2 separate regions of the Arachis hypogaea genome follow, and region 1 is linked to region 2. The links are chromatin contacts, called in public Hi-C maps. All regions are on one chromosome and are shown on one strand. The core of a region is the stretch at or near the end of the contact, and the rest is flanking DNA. Distances in the headings are between cores, read along the strand shown.

Region 1 (2,700 bases), core at 144-2,643, 45 kb after region 2:
CCGTGCCGACGCCACTCGCAGCCACAACCACACCCATGCCTTTACTCTCACATGCCCATTGATGGATGTTTTGTTTAATAAATTGTCGGATGGTTATTGTAATTCTTACTAGGATGGTTAGTTTAAGTATATATAATTAGCAATTGCTAGATGTTCATTTCATTAGATAGCCGGATGGTCATTTTTAATAACTACCTGAATGATTGTTTGTTGGATTTAGATCTATCTCAAATTTTCCAGATGTCGCAAGGTTGGTGTCCGACGGGTGAGAGCTCGATGATGGATGGGGATGGCTGGCATAGAGCGACGGGGCCGACGAGATCAGCGGCAAGGATTATGACGGTATGAAAAGAGAAAGATGACGGTGGTTGAAAATGACCCTGATGTTGGCTTCCAGCTCGGGAGAGAGAGACGAGCGGGGCATGCCGGATGCATGACAGAGAGGATGAGCCCTCTACGATGTTGGCTGCCAGCAAGGGAGAGACAAACACGCGACGGGGATAACTTGCCCTCTGCGATGATGGATGCCGCCGAGTGAGAGAGAGACGCGCGACGGGGATGACGGGCCCCTCCGCGATGTTGGCTGTCGGCGAGGGAGAGAGAAACGCGCAGGGGAGGGGCTATAGGGGGCGACAATGATGGTCAGTGAGAGAGTTTCTAACGCCGGTGAGGTGGAATGATTGATGAGGGTGGGGTGGCAAATGGTTTGGGGAGAAGAAGGTGTTTAGGTGAAATGCGTTGGTAAATTAGAGTTTGGGATGGTTAATTATTTAAAATAACTGGGTGAATTTTTTTATTTAGGTAATTTGGGGAATGTTTGTTACCTTTTTTTTGTATTGAACTAAAGTTGAAGCCTATTGTTCACATTATTCGGATTCCTTATGGTCTCCCTAGCAAAATTGTAAAAATATTTTTTGGAACTCATGGTAACCAAAAACCCAAAAAGGTTAAAAAACAACATCAATCACCAACAAACATTACTCAGTTCATTTTTTATTTTGGGTCATTTTGACATTTTTGTTACATTTATGAATCAATTTATTTGAATATATATAATTTTTTGGTTGTATACAATATCTTTCAGTCTGACAGATTAAGAATTAATCCGTCGTAAATTGGAGTTCTATTTAAAAGTTTACTGGCAGCATACACAAGATGAAATTCGAATTCCTGATAGTTATTTAAATAGACTAGTAAACTAACCACTAAACCAACTCAAATTGGTTAACTTATCTACATATATATTACTCCATCATTATTCATTAGTTTTTTTCTTATTTTGGACTTGAGAGAACACATGGTCAAAGAAAAAGTACACTGCTTAAAAGGTTTACCCATTTAAAAAACTTATCACGGATATAAGAGCTACAACCTTCTATTCCGCGAAAAAATGTACAACCTTTACCAAAGAGTTATAACTATCCAGCTCAATAGAAAAACTGCAGAAACATTGCTAGAACATTCTAAAGAAAAAAGGTCTACAATAGTGACAAAAATATTGCCAGTGTCCACGTTCCGAGAAGAAAAAAATGAAATAAAAAACTTTGCAATCTTTATTTCTCTTGTTTTTCAATGGGGCTTAGGCCCAAAAAAAATACACATTAATGATCTTATTTTAAGCTTCAATCTGCAATAAATTAGGACTTAAAAAAAAAAGAAGCAAAAACCTAATAAATCTTAGGATCAACTTTATGTAGTACAATTTAATTCCAAGATAGTACAACAAAAAACCTTAACTCCTAAGATTTTTGTTGACCAAAAACAAGGACCAAAATTCATTGTTAATTTGTTACAAATGTCTTAAGGCCTTAATCTCCATGGCTTTAGCTTCCTTCTTAGCCATTCTATGATATACAAGAATGAAGATTTTACATACATTTTCTTAATATAAAGAGATTCTATCTACATTTGCTTAGTATATTCCGAATACAGCATCACATTCTAAAATCAATATCATTAACTTCTATTTGCTTCCTTATCTCAAAAGCGGTGATGTTTTTATTTCCCTCGTTTGTCCATCGAATAATGTTGATAGTTTTCTGAGGAACAAAAACCAAATCCATCATAATGACGGCGTCAAAACAAATCATAGAAAAGAAGAAACAGAAATAGACTACCCAAGACAAAAATACAAGTAGGGTTGTAATAATAACAGTGTACAAAGAATTAGTGAAACCTCGTTCAACAAGGAAACAATCACATGGTTTCATCAAAACAAAGCCAAATTCCACACTCGGCTATGATCGTCGTGCGCAGCTTCTCGCTCACTCTTGACAGCTTCGAAACCATGCACTTACACACTCCAAAAAGATTCGATCACCCCATTCAGTTACAAATAAAAAACAAGGTTATTAACTTCTTTTTTCTCTCTTCTATTTTTTGTTTTGATAAACTAATATTATCAATCAATCCGAATAGTTTGTTGCTCCACATATCGTTTCTCTAGCCATATTTTCTAAACGAACCAGAGCCAATTCAAATTGATCTTGTAAGAGATCTGTTACGGAACGAATACCTTTATTTTTTGCATGGAACGAAGGTTTATTTTTATTTTAGAAAAAAACATGTTGGATCATGCATCTTCTATAATATTTAAAAAAATTAAAAGTGACCAATTGATTCACACCGGATATCTATGCCATTGATCATCGACCAATACTAACTATATTAATTCATATAGTTATGTTCTATTAAGTAGAA
Region 2 (2,700 bases), core at 133-2,632:
AGTATTTGACTACCACAATATTGCAGCACCAAGGCCAGCTTTCATTCATGGACATGTACGTGGGCACTGTCGAAGTGTCTAGTGTCTAGAATTGAATAGAAATGATTCGAAAATACCGCTGGAAAATCATGAAGAGTTACCATGTTGTATACAGAAGGAACTTTAGAAGACATAGTTTAGAAAGCTATGGTTAAGAATTTCTTATGTTCTGAATTCTCTAGTGCAAACATTAACAGACTACATTATTTTCAGATTTACTATCAAGCTGCAAGATGAGCCTAAGAACAGAAACATAGGGGAGAAAACAATTGTAAATGTACTAACCGAGCAGCTGCTAAAACATTGAATATACTAAAAGGAAAATTACTTTCTCACTATGCCTATTATCAAATAATCTGATGCATTAAATAATTGATTACACAATTACACTCCAATAGTAAAACTGCATTTTGAAGAATGCATTCAAATTACTCGATTGTCCCATGCAAATCAGGTATATAAGCTAGTAATAAGTATTCTACAAAATAAGCACATATTAAACAGAATGCAGCATTGCTAATAAGAAATTACAAGGAATTAAATTGTACTCACAGAATTGATCACTTCTTCTTCTTGCCAGCAATAGCAACCTTCTTACCCTTCAAGGTCCTGCAATTGTTCTTTGTACGTTGTCCTCGGCAAGGAAGACCCTGAATATGCCTTATTCCTCGGTAGCACTGAATCTCCTTCAGTCTCCTTATATTCAACGCATTAAACCTCCTCTGATAAAATCAATAAACACATCAATAACCTAAACGTTTCTTCTTAATTAACGCAGTTGCTTAAACGAAAGGAAACTAACCAAATCGCCTTCAATGACGTATTTGGAGACTTCATCCCTAAGAGTGATGAGTTCCTCTTCGCTGAGATCCTTAGTGACCTTGTTGTCCATGCTAATATCGCAGAGAATCTTGCGAGCTCTGCTTCTCCCGATTCCATGGATGTACTGTAACGAGAACTCGATCCTCTTGTTGTTCGGAATTTCCACTCCGCCAACACGAGCGCACTCTATGCTTAACCCTCTCACCTGAACACACAAATTTAAAGATAAACAAAAAAATTTCAAAAAATGTAGGTGGAGTTTGATTTATGTTACCTTGGGAGGGTTGAGAACGGGGAAGGAGACGGTTCTCGAAAGAGGTTTAGGGTTTGAGATTAGGGCGAGGGAGGGAGATACGGGCATTGCTAGCGTTTGTGCCATGCTTGAGTTGTTCTTCTCTTTCTCTGCTGCTACTAACTCCAATCATCTTCATATTTGATAGTTACTCATATCTTTATCCAATTATTTCCATCTCTTCCTTACCCGAATGTTTGGATCCGAAATTCAATTTTCTTTTTTCAGTTAAGGCCTATTGGGCCAAACTAATTGTCTTATGACTTGTGCTTCTTGGGCCAACTATTTTTGGGGAATGGAAAACCCTAATCGTATAGCATACGGGATTTGAATGGATAGATTCTTATTTTCTTTTTTTCTTTCCTGAAAAATGAAAGAAAAAAAAAGAGAGGGGTTGGGTTGGTTTTGGAAAATGGGGAGTGGGAAGAAGAAGATAAGGGGGTTAATGTTATTGGTATGAATTCTGCTAAGAGTCAATGGAATATTTGTATAATGTGTATATTGAGCTATTTATTTGGCCCAATATGAGTTAAAAAATAAACATTCAAGATAAAATACTACTAATTTCTCAAACACAATAGACACATACTATCTAGAATAACCATCTAAGTACCATGGATAATAAACATCTGCTATCCTACTGAATCGAACATCCATATACCCCATTGTACACATTGTACATATACTCCATTGGCTCCCTATACTTCCTCTATTGGTATTAGTTGGTGGGTGCGACGATCGGTGGTGGCAACGGAAACTGGAGCGTTGCGCGGGATCAGAGATCTTTCCCTTCCCCCCAGCGAACACATACTTCCACTGTTCTGTCCGCCGCTAAGGATAGGGAAGGAGTCCTCGGCGGTGCCATAGCTTTCCCCAGCTTGGCGCAGCATCAGTTCCTCCGTAATCACCTTTGGCGGCCGTGCAGATCGTCGTCGTTCCCTCTCTCATGAGTGTTTCGCGTTGCTTTGGTGTAAAATATTTTGGACGAAAGGTTTAATCTATTTGAAAAGGGGTAGGGGAGGGAATAGTGTTTCAACGTCGTTGTTAGAGTGGGTAGTGTTGGAATCCTTTTCATTGTTTTCGGGCTTAGGTCTTGGTCTGGACAGGTCCTCATGACCCGGATCCGTCCAAAAAACCAAAAAATAAATGCATAGAGATTAGGTGAGTTTTAACCTTCACCTGGTAGGATAAGGTGAAGCATTCACCCAGTGCTGTCACACTTCCATTGTCAACACGTAGCACAAATTTTAGTGGCGTGGCAAAAATTTCCCTGCTTTGCTACCAGGAAACTTGTTTATAGGTTTATAGGTTTATTCCCCTAGACGTGGGGTTTATTTCATAAATAAGAGAAGTTTGTGTTGAATTTTGGACCAATAAAAAATGTATTAGAATTTTTTTAAAAAGTGTATTGGGCCTTCAATTGTTAACAAACTATAGTTAATTGTGTTTGAAGGCCACATGCTGAGAGTATGCAAGGCCCTATTTATGCAAGCCTTTAGATCCATTAAGTTGAATATATATTTGTAGTTCTGCCTCTGAGAATTGAA

What was found. Hi-C and Micro-C count contacts between places; a contact is called where the count stands out from the background.
Region 1: a contact with region 2 is called in a Hi-C map of an unstated tissue, with 8 times the contacts expected there. The contact joins the enhancer-like site here to the promoter of LOC112706113 in region 2. A contact is called at or near these places in 5 of 8 Hi-C or Micro-C datasets (leaf and an unstated tissue).

The regions. Positions count from the first base shown.
Region 1 is chr8:11,708,423-11,711,122 of arahy.Tifrunner.gnm2.J5K5, forward strand. No RefSeq gene overlaps it. Among protein-coding and RNA genes, the nearest start is that of LOC112706116, 7.8 kb to the right of the region's middle. Within about 2 kb of position 1,394, at least 3 of the 3 cell types and tissues checked have open chromatin away from gene starts, as enhancers often do.
Region 2 is chr8:11,663,498-11,666,197 of arahy.Tifrunner.gnm2.J5K5, forward strand. It overlaps LOC112706113 (small ribosomal subunit protein uS13c), which reads right to left and starts at 1,383. Exons shown (of 3, transcript XM_025757241.3): 1 at 1,136-1,383; 2 at 842-1,066; 3 at 384-761. The coding sequence starts at 1,240. The coding sequence ends at 600.